Linked DNA regions of Anser cygnoides: region 1 is linked to region 2. Evidence: chromatin contacts called from public Hi-C data. All regions are on one chromosome and are shown on one strand. Each heading gives the region's core, a stretch centred on a gene start, on an enhancer-like site or on the middle of the called end of the contact. The rest is flanking DNA. Distances are from core to core; before and after follow the strand shown. Region 1 overlaps FRY (FRY microtubule binding protein). Region 2 holds the start of PDS5B (PDS5 cohesin associated factor B).

Evidence for each region. A called contact is a pair of places that touch in the nucleus more often than the background predicts.
Region 1: a contact with region 2 is called in a Hi-C map of liver, with 4 times the contacts expected there. The contact joins the enhancer-like site here to the promoter of PDS5B in region 2. A contact is called at or near these places in 3 of 7 Hi-C or Micro-C datasets (granulosa cells and liver).

Annotation. Positions count from the first base shown.
Region 1 is chr1:188,989,861-188,995,238 of Taihu_goose_T2T_genome, reverse strand. All of the region lies in intron 3 of FRY (FRY microtubule binding protein), which reads left to right. Among named protein-coding and RNA genes, the nearest start is that of FRY, 69 kb to the left of the region's middle. Within about 2 kb of position 2,023, at least 2 of the 3 cell types and tissues checked have open chromatin away from gene starts, as enhancers often do. A contact at or near this core is called in liver, where this site is marked.
Region 2 is chr1:188,698,527-188,704,476 of Taihu_goose_T2T_genome, reverse strand. PDS5B (PDS5 cohesin associated factor B) reads left to right here and starts at 2,867. Exons shown (of 35, transcript XM_048048072.2): 1 at 2,867-3,670.

The DNA of each region.
Region 1 (5,378 bases), core at 774-3,273, 290 kb before region 2:
TTGGCTGAAACTCTTCCAAAAGGTTTATTCTCATTTTACGAGGAAAGTAAAAAATCAGTTTCTAAGGTTGACGTTACTGGTGGAGCAAAGGGATGTAATCAGGAGGATATCTTTGTGCACAGTAATGAAGATGGTGAGGTGTGAGTGTCCAAATAGGTCAGTCAGAAAGGAAGAAGTGTTAATAATTAAAGACAAAACTAGAGGACGGAAAGGAAAGTTTAAAAAAAGAACAAGTAAGCAAGTAGCTTATCACAAGAACATCCTACTTTAAATCGGAGAGAGGTTTAGGAACTGCTGTGGTAGAATTAAGAGAAAGAAGACCTGTCTGTAAATGTATTTTAGGATTCAGGAAAACGTTTGTGTTAAAAAATCACATTGCAAGAAGTGCATAAATAGAGGTAGGAAGAACTGTCTGCTGAACAGTGGACTGGTGTTTGAGAGCAAATTGGAGCTACTGCACTGAAAATTCCTGCCCCTAATTAGATGTTCAATGGAAACATCATACAAATGCAGCATGGTATGGGAGGTATCTTGCAGAGAATGTTGAGCATTTCATTCTGCTAGGGAGACAAATTCAGGAAAACAAAAGGGTGTGATGTGGTTCACGTTTGGGCAGGGACACCTAGGTTGTGGGACCAGTTGTGCCTCTGTGGGTAGGTGCAAGTGGCTCCTTGTCTGCTCCCTCTGCTCCTCGCAGCATCTCTGGCACTTCTCTGATGAAGGGCCTGGAGCACAAGTCCTATGAGGAGCGGCTGAGGGCACTGGGGTTGTTTGGTCTGGAGAAGAGGAGGCTCAGGGGAGACCTCATTGCTCTCTGCAACTGCCTGAAAGGAAGGTGTGGGGAGCTGGGGGTCGGCCTCTTCTCACAGGTAACTAGTGATAGGACTAGAGGGAATGGCCTCAAGTAGTGCCAGGGGAGGTTCAGGTTGGAAATGAGGAGGCATTTCTTCTCAGAAAGAGCAGTCAGGCATTGGGACGGGTTGCCCAGGGGGTGGTGGAGTCACCATCCTTGGGGGTATTCAAGGAGAGGTTGGACGTGGTTTAGTGGGTGACATTGCTGGTAGGGGGATGGTTGGAAAAGACCTCCAAGATATTTGGTCCAACCTTAATGATTCTGTGATTCTATTCTATGATTGTAAGGTCAGGTAGCTTTTCCTAAAGCAGGTTCCCAGCCGGCTGCCTCCTGCCCACACTGGGGAGGAGGGGACAGGTTGGGGTGTCCCGTCACGGGGCCCTGAGAGAGGAGGAGGAATCTAGGCCTGAACCTCAGGGAATGCCGGCTAATGGGCAGTGCTGGAATGGGAATAAGAGAGGAGAAGCTGAGAAGTCTGATGATCTCAGCTATAATAGCATGCAGTAATTGTTAGACATCCCTAGAGACCCTATAGAAACTCGCAATATCTAGTGATCAGCGTGCTCCAACCCTTCCCCTTCCTGCCTTGTACTTATCTGTCCTCTTGCAGGGCTTGCTGTGAGGATGGTGTAAGAGATAAAACTACGCTGTGGAAAGGAAGTGGAAGAGGCCCTGAGTATCACCCTCAGTTTTTGACTATTTTGGGGTTGGGTCTATGTATTCATTGTGTAATGAAATTTCATACCGAGAGGAAAACAGTGACAGCCACCGCTCCTGGCTTCTCTTTTTCCAAGGTCTGTGACCTGGTGCAAATCTTTAAGGCATAAATTACCTCATGGAAATTATGCTTTGAGTGGGTGGTTGGGGTTCTGTCCCTGATCTCGTCTCTGAAACAGGCACCCAAAATTAGAGGCGCTGTCAAGGGTGGTTTGGAAATTTCCTGCTTTCAAGAAGTTCTTCAAAATTACGTCATGCTGGGATGTTTGGGGAGTAAGTTACATAATTTTATCTACAGTATAGATAAGGACTTGTAACAAAATTGAGAAGGAAATTAGTTTAAAGGATTATAATAACAGAAACCAGCTTGTTCGGGGATTGTGCCTGGAGACTGTAAGGTGAAGAGCAGGGAGCAAATACTGCTCAGACTGTTCTTCACGCCTGCTGATCCCTGTAGGCTGTGCTTGGAGGATGCAGGCAGCATTTTGACCTGTGCAGCAGGATTTCTTGCGTCTGTGCTGCCTGAGTGCACGCCCCAGTGATAATTGTGAAGATTTCAAACTGGCTCACAGGACTGTGTGGTGTTAGCACATGTACGGGAGGTCTGCGCGAATGAAGAACCCGCAGAGTCTTAAGAGAACATCCCAGTTTGACAGCTCCAAAACAAATCGAGGAAAGGATAACAGTACTGTGAGTCTGGAAGGCATAATTCCAGCATTAACTAGTTAATGCTCCGTGAAATCCTTAGTAGGTAGTTATGATTTGTTATTTCCAGGTAACAGCCTAAGTCACAAACTGCTTCTGATCCGTTCAATTACTCTCGTGAATCCACTGAACAAACTGAGGATGGGAGCTGGGTGATACATGAATAATCCCAAATATTTTATGTGATTTTATCCAAATTGTCTTCTATCCTTTTTTTCCAGAAATACAGACGTGTGTTGTTTCTCTGTACGTATCTTCCATTCCGACACAGTTTGCAATGTAAATATGCATTCCCTATGCATTGTTTTTTACTGTCCGGCTTCTGCTTGTTTTGTTTTCCATCACTAGGTGGCAATATCTTAACAGTCAGTTGCAAACAGAAGGCAAAACAAAATGGTGCAGCAAAAAAATATAAATACATAAAACTAAGGAGGATTTCTATTACTTTATTTATAGCATATCACGTTAAATCAGGTTTGCTTAATGAAGTCTTATTTTGTGCTGTGCTTTCTTGTCGATCTGTACTTTTAATTTGGACCCTAAAGTGTTTTACACTAAATTGTGTGACATTGTAGGTACTTAGAGTTCAGTTGATTTAGGTAACGATTTTGGTTTTCATTTTAACAGAGGATATTAGCAAAGTATGTGTGCAAGCTGCTTGTTAATGTTTAGCTTGAAACGTATCATGTTATGCAAGTTGTAGTGGGGAAAACAAAAATCCTGCCGAATATTTTAATGGAAGGAAAAAAAAGTTCATAAACTCAACAAATGCCAAGTTGAAGAAAAAAAACTCACTACATATAAATATTGTGGTCTTTTTTTCTGAGTAAATATAAAAATATTATTATTTTTTATTATTATTTTTTTTTATTTCTGGCTCACACGTGGGCTTACCAGTTCACAATTAGTACAAAGATTTTTTGTGTGTGTGTGTGTTTTTCCCCCCTTCTGAAACCAGTGGGAGGAAATCAGGTACCTAAATGTAGATCAGGTACCTAAATGTAAGTGTCCAGCAGAAAGCCTCCAACTACTGCTTCCCAAGGCTGTGGACCTAATGTAGATCTTACATTTGCCAGTCTCAGTGAATAGCCACATGCCTCAGGGTACCTAAAATGGCACTAGACACCTATATTTAGGCACCTGAATGCCATCCAATTATGACCAGCATCCATCTGAATGCCAGTGCAGTCTTTTGTAGAGAGGTTCCAAGTAGTTTATAAAAGAAGGGAATGTGAAATCATGAATGCAATGCAATATAACTCAGGATATGATAATATAATAGATAACTTTTTGGTTTGATCTGTTACGTGTGTTCTGTACTGGAACCCTGTCGGTCTGGAAATCATTCTTTGTAGGCTTGCTGTATTTTGTGCAGAAGAACTAGACCGTGGCAAAAACACAGAAATGCTAATATGCAGTCCTTACTATCTCCTTTGGGAAAGAACTCCAGCAAGCCAAACTTTTATACAAGCTATACCAATGTAAATCCAGCTGATTCTATAGAAATCAGAGGCACAGGCGTACTTTAGCACACAGCAGTATCTGGCAAGAAGGACAAAGCGTTTGACTCAAATTAAGGAGGAAAAGCTGTATAAGTTGGAGAAGCTGTAGAAAATCAAAAAGAGTGTTAAAACTTCCAATAGTTAGTAAAGCTAGTGTTGGCTTTGGGATCTGTGTCTACATCTGTGCCTTGAAGCTGCGGGGAGCTGAGCAGGAGCAGAATGACTGACACCTAGCAAAGAGAGAAGCAAGGCATTAAGCACAAACTAGGCCAAAAAAAAAAAATTAAGTCTTTTGCTTATGCTCTTTGCTGGATTAGGGGTGAAGTGCGCCATATCTTGCAGAATCACACTGTAGGAGAGTCTGGATGATAGAGACAGGTAACTGCAGACTGAAGAGCGGCTTTGCACTGTTAGCAGGTATTTGTGCACTTGTAAATACAGTCGCTACCTGCTATGTAAGGTAAAAGACGCATTCTGTTTGCAACAAATAAGGAACCCACTGTTCCACTTTGTTTCTACAACTAGAAGAAAACCAGTTTGTGAGCACTAGGAAAGAGAGCAGCATAAATACAAAATCCAAGTGTAGTCTGTACTTGCTTTGTTAGTCATCGCCCATTTAGAGGCTTCAGCTACTCTTTGCATTTAACCTCAGATTTTGAAGAGTTCAGATTGCAAAAGCCAATCAGATCTTTTCATACCAAACCAAAATGAGCTCTGAAAACTTGTACAAGGACTGTGCTGTATTCATATCGCCGTATGCTTTTTTAAGGATGCCTGCAAGCAGCGCTCAGAACATAGAGGACTAAAGTGCCTGTATTGCTGTTATAAATAGTAGTCACAGAAAAAAATGAACAAAATGGGTACCTATACTGCCAAATATTGAGAATCTAAATAAAGTGCCTGATTTACCAAAGTAGCTACCGTAAGTATCATGTGTAGATACTGAAGAGAAATAGGCTGTTTGGGAAAGTAATTGCGCTCTGTACTGGAACTCTTGGGAATGCTTGAGTCATGCTGGAGGCACTCACCTCCCAGTGTAGGCATCTAAATTGGATGCCTCAAGATAGATATTGTGAGCACCTCCAGCACTATGTATTCTTCTTATTTTCTTTTCTTTGCTTGAGTGAAGGTTTTGGAAGGCTATTTCTCAGACGTTTTGCAGTGAAAATAGCTTTTCATGCAGTGTGCTGGTCACAAAAACACTTCTGACCATGGTGACAAGCAACTTCTCCCAACCTGGTTTTTCCATAGCTGGGGCCTGGAAATTTCATAGACTTTGTTCCGCCACAGACGGATATAATCAAGGAATCCACAGCTCCTGGATATGTCCTACCTCTGATCTCAGAAGGCAGATGAGAGAACAGATGGGGGACTGCATGTCACAAGAGCTGAGTTTGAGTTACGTGGAAATGTCTGTAGTTGAAGCAATGCTTCTGCTATCTTGGTAATCAGCAGGTGCTTCATCATGGTAGGCTTTGTATTTTGGATCTTTGATTTGTTACTTAGGCGCAAAAAATGTTATATTATCATTAACTTACAAACTCCCATGTAGCCATATCATAAATCAAATACATAAAACTCTAGTATTCATCATTAGAAAG
Region 2 (5,950 bases), core at 1,618-4,117:
GAAGCACATGTACAAAGGCAATGTACTTAGGATGTACTTAGATTTTTCAAAAAGCATTTGTGAAGGCTTCTCACTGAAAGCTATTAGACAAAATTACAGCAAGTGTCCTAAGTTGAAAGTCTGGTTAAAGGATGGAAACAAGTAGAATTTGATGGTTACTTCTCAGGGGAGAGAAGAGTTAGCAATGCTGTCCTCCAGAAATGTTTGGGTTTATTGACGCTGTTTTAAGATGTTGTTTTACTCAATATCTTCATCAGTGACCCAGGAAAAGGGAATGAATGCATGCTGAGTGGTGTTTGGATGGTGTTAAACTCTGTTGGGTAGTCAATGTTGTGCTAGTGGGAGGAACTCCAGAAGGCCTCACAAAACTGAATGGGTAAAAAGATTGCAAATAGGCTTTAAAGTAGATTACTGTGAAGTAAAGCATAGGATTATCTGTGAACCCTGGAAGTCTAAACTTACTGTTGACAGCTTTCTGAAATCTTTGGCTCAAAGTGCAGCAGTGGGAAGCAAACCACTAAAAAACAACTACAAGGAAAACAACAACAACAACAAACAAGAAAGCAGACACCATCAGGGAGAGTACTGAGAGCAAGGCAGAAAGTAGTATGTAACTCTGTCAGAAACCTGAACTTATTCCTATCTGAAGTGAGTACAGTGTGTAGTTCTGGTCTGCAGACACAAATGCATTAAAGAGTGTATTTAGAGAGATGACTAAAATAATCCAAGGGGATGGATTAGCTGTTTTACAAGGGAAGACCAAAGGGGTTTGGATTCTGATTGTGAGAAGACAGGACAGATAAATACGATCAAATTTTACAACTGAGGAAGGCCCTGCTTGAGGTGAATGCAGATACTGTTCTTGACCCAGTGCAAGGGTCAATTGCAAGTAGAAATGCAAGGTATGGGTCTCACTCTGGGAAAACCACGTTGTGGGTCCTGGTGCGACTGCTGGTTACCAAATACTGGGCATCCTTACTTTTGTCTGCACTTTTAGGTGGTGGCAAAGCTAGTGGAAATGAGCCTGCTTACAGTCACCCCTGAGAGGTGCGACATCTGGGGGTGTTCAATGAAAGCGAAACCTGGTGCTTAGGGACACGGTTTAGTGGGTGACATTGGCAGTAGGGTGATGGTTGGACCAGATGATCTTGAAGGTCTTTTCCAACTTTAATGATTCTATAATTCTATGATTCTATGATTTCTTGGGGGAGAGGCTGAGTCCGCCCTCAGGAACAAACCCAGTGCTCACAAATAGCAGCTTTCTTTTAGGACTGCAACAAAGGGGACCGTGTTTTTCTCTACTTTAGGTGGCATATTGGTCCTTAACACTTCCCAAAAGCACTTTCCGAAGACACCCGCGGCAGAAGGGCTGCCGACGGGATTTCCTCAGCGTTTGAGGAGCGAGCGGCAGCCCCACGCTGCCTCCTGCCGCCCGAGCCGCCGAACCTCGGCATGGCGGCGCCTCCTCACAGCGCGGCCGCCCGCCTTCGCCGCTACCACCACCACCACCGGGCCGGGGCCGAGGCCGGGCAGCTTTCACCGCCCTCGGGGCGAATCGGCCCCGGGGCACAGAGGGACGGCGGGAGGAAGGCTCGCAAGCGGCCCCGGGGCGGCGGAGAAGCGGCGCCGGGCGGGCTCCCCCCTGAGGGCTCGGCACGGTACTGCCGAAGGGCGCCGGGCGCTCGGCCCCTGAGGCCACAACGCGGGGCACGGTGCGCTGGGGACCCCGGCTGGGGCACTCTGAAAAGTGAGGGGATGGGAAACGGGGGAGGAGAGGCGTAACCTCCAAAAGGCAGGTTTCTGAGGTTTTAATCTAAATTTTAAATTTCTGCCTGGAAATGAAGGCCGGACCGTGACGGGGGAGAGGCCTCCTTAGGCAGCAGCACCTCATTTTACTGCTCAGAGCATTCGTAGCCCCAGGCATCCCGACTGCAGCTGGCAGCCCTAAGTGAGACCTCCGTCAATAAAGGGGAGCAAAATATTTGCAAAGTATGGCAACACAGCAGTTACTTCCACAGTTAAACACAAAGTTTTGCAATTTCAATAGTTGGATGAATATTGAACTTTTCTGCTGCTTTTCTACCACCACCACACACATGTGCAAGTGCTCTGCAGAAAAAAAAAATATATTTTTATTTTATTTTTTTTTTACATCTAGATAGGCCTACAGACATGACAGCAGTGGGGATTGTGGGGCACTTGTTCAACTTGCATGAAAAAAATAATACATCCTTGACTGTAAGCACAGGATCCTTCCCCAAAATAATAGGTAAAACAAAGTTGTCAGGCACACCGTTCCTCTCCGTGATGCCTGTGTGGTAGTGCTGCTGTTTTCAGGAATGTAATGTAATTCACCCAGAAATATAACCAAGGGGAGGTTTGGGGCCTGAAAACTGATTTTTCTGTAATAGTTAAGGCAACTTATCCTGGTAGGGCTTCTGTATCCTTCATTAGGTGATGCCGATGTTTAACTTCGATTAAAACTTCAGTGAAAAGAAGGCAAGCTGGTTACAAGGAGCTTTCCAGTTCAGAAAACTTGAGAGAACTTATTTAAAGATTTAAAATATTAGCTGAAACATCTTGACTGATATGCTCTTTAAACATTTGTATGCCACCATGGACAAAGCCCTGAGTGTGTTTCACCAGATCTGCTGAGTGCGGACAGTCAGTTTCTTAAATCTGTACACTTCATGCACTTTTATTTTCTCCTCGTGTGCCATCCACAGAGGCAGCATTTTATCTGTAGCAGTGAGAAGAAATTGCATCACTTTTCTGTTCACATTTTCCTGTAAGGGTGCCCCTGAAACTCTCACACTCATTGAAGCAAGACCAAAGGGCTTGATGAGCGATTCTGCTACTTTATTTTTTTGGTCTTTCTCCACAGTTCAGCAACTTTATTGCTTACGGTTTTACGCTAATCCTTTTATAGTTCGTGTTGCTTGGGGAGCGTGGGGGGGAATATGTGTTTCACTAATTTACGTGGTACAGAGTGGTCGCCCGTAGCTCATCTGTCAACAGATCGCAGAGCTCCGTTTGGGCCGCTTTATCTCCTCCTCACGGTCTCCGCTTTCTGTAGGTGCCGGGTTGCTGAAGTAAAGGCTCGGCTAGCGTGGAAATCTCGGGGCGTCTTCCCTAAATAAATAAATAAATAAATAAATAAATGAGCTTTTCGCTCGTAGCCAGGATTCACTCAGCGGCGTGCAACTGCCGGCCGCCTTTCGGGGGAGGCAGGGCCGGTTGGTCGCGGGATCCCCCGCCTGGAAAGCGGCGGCCGCGTGAGGAGACCCCCGGAGAAGGGGAAGGGGTCGCGGCTCCCCTCCCGCTCCCCACACCCGGCATCGAGGCGGCCGGGAGAGTCCGGGCGGGGTGCCGGGGGCTCTCCGCGCCGCCTTTTCGGGGCGCTGCGGCGGCGGCTGCGGGCCGGCAGGGGTCGCTGCTGCCCCGCTCTGTCCCCGCTCGCCTCCCCCGGCGGTGCCATTGGAGCAGGCGGCGAGGAGTTGGCGCCATTTTGAAGCCGACAGGGGGACCGGGGCGAGCTGCGGAAGGGGAGGGGGTTAGAGGCGATTGGCTGCGGCGGCGGCGGCGGCTCCTCTCCCAGCCCCGAGCGGCGGCGCGGAGCCGAGCGGAGCGGACCCGCCTGGGACCGGCGACGAGAGGCGGCTGCGGCGGGGTAAGGAGCCGGGCACGGCGGCCACCGCTTCTCGCTCCCCCCCCCCCCCCCCGCTCCATTTTCCCTTCCCCGGGGGCTGGGGGGGCGCCGGCTCGGACCGAGCGCTTGAGGAGGAAGAGGAGGAGGAGGAGGAGCGGGGGGGGGGAAGGAAGAAGGAGGCGACGAGGGCTCCCCCCTTCCCATCCCCCTCGCCCCTCCGCGGGGCTGCTCCCCTCCCCCCTTCCCCGTGGCCGCCGTCGCAAATTAAATTAAATTTGCCCCACGGGGGGGGGGGGGTGACCTTGGTATTTTTGGAAGGGGGGGCGGTGGTGGTGCGCTGTGCCCCGGCTTTGGGGTTTGGGGGGGTCACCCCGTTCCTGCTCTCCCCCCTCTTTTTTTTTTTTTTCCCTCCCGCTCAGCCCCGGTGGCTCCTGGAGGCTGGGGGGGGGGAGGCTGGAGGCTGTCCCCTCCCTGCCCCTCGCTCGCAGCCGGCCTCGTCCCCTCCCGGGCTGCACCCCGGGTTTGGCAGAGGGGACCCCCCCCCTTATTTCCCTGCCTCCGAGCCGATCCTCAGCCCCGGGGAGGGAGGTGGAGGCCGGCAGGACCTCGGCTCGGTGGGTCCTCACTTGCTGCCAGCCCGTTTCTTTCATGCTGGCTTTTTTTTTTTTTTCCTCCTTTTCCCTCCCCCTTTTTGCATCAGGCTCTGTTAGAAAGCGGTCGGGAGGGAAAGGGAAGGGGGGGGGTGGCGCTGCCTGTTAGGTGAAAAACTATGAATTTTACATCCGAATTGCCAGATGGAGAATGGTTAATTTATAGGGTATGCATTGTTTACGTTGAGAGCCTCTGGTCAGGAATCTAGGTCTGTAACTTCATCCCGCTGCAAATAAATCACTATCTGTGCTTCCAAACAAATCAACAATTAATGATGGTGAACAATCCTGGAAAATTAAACTGCAGCAGACCGGCTCCTCCAGAGCTGGGGTTTTGCCTTGTCCCGACTTTTGGGTTCGCTTCCTGCACGACCGCTTGCTGAGGACGGCGATTATTTCGTTAGGCGTTGCTTTCTGATTTAACGCAACTGCCGAAGTATTTTCGTGTTGCTCTTTGTTTTGTGCTCGGTGGGAAGGTGCTTTGGCTGAAATTGATTTCTCCGTGCTGGGAAGGGAATAGGAGGGAGTGCTTAAAATGTGAGCGGCTTCAGAGCTGAAAACGGGTGTCAAATCACCTTTTAGGAAGGAGGTAAGGTGGCATGCATTCCTTCGGGTTTTCCCCTTTCGAACTATTGGAACAGTTTGGGGTTCAGTTGATGCAGTTTTGTTTGCTACCTCTTGAATGATACGCTCTAGATACTGCATGCACTCGTGCGAAAAGACGCGAAACAGCTGGATTTACGTTATGCTGAGCGTACCCGAAAAGAAAGCAGGGAGCGATACTCAGTCAGGTAAAGACAGTTCAGCAGAGGTCTGTGCATCATGTGCATCGTCCACACTGGAAAGCGAGCACCACTGGCCAAAGTAGTTTAGTTCTTGTGTGACATCTTGCGTCTGTGCTTGAAGCAAGGCTGTACTGTGTTACTGTGAGGCAGGGGGTGATTTTTTTAAAGTTCTTATACAGTTATAATTGCCTGTGACTTTCTTGCATTTCTTTACTGCTTAGTGTACAACCTGGATGAACTGTATAGTTCTTGATGAAACAAGTAAGTTGAATTAAAGTGGAAAATAATGTGTCTATAACATCTGTATGCTGCTGAATTGTTTTCTCATGCACCGTATAAATATGGGTTTTAGACTGTATCTAGCAAGCTTACTTATAGACTTAAATCGAGCAAGTCAGCTAAATCATTATTAAGCTGTAACTAAAAATATATTTTAAAAAATACAACAGTCAGTGCTAGCATTTGGAAAAGTATTGTAAAGAAATATGGACATGATGTTGCGCCTTATCCATTTCTGGCTCTAGAGCAGGAGGCTGCATTACCTCCTGTAGACGAAAAGAGATGCTTTTTCTTTTGGGATACGTTGCTCTCTAGCAGGTCTCAGGTTATACTTTTCTATGCTCTCATTTTTTCAGTCACACCGTTCGTATGCATACAGAACAGTAAAAGGTTGTATGGGTGTGTGTAGGATTCTTTCAGCAAGGGGTCTTCATTTAAAGGTTTTTGCACTAAATGCATTTTCATTACCCCGACTTTGGAAGAGGTGACCCAGGCGACTTGTTGAACATGAAGAATTTTTGCGGGAGCAATAAGTAAGAAAATATGGAACTGAGCAGTAAAATCGTGCAAAGTAGGAAATGGGGGAG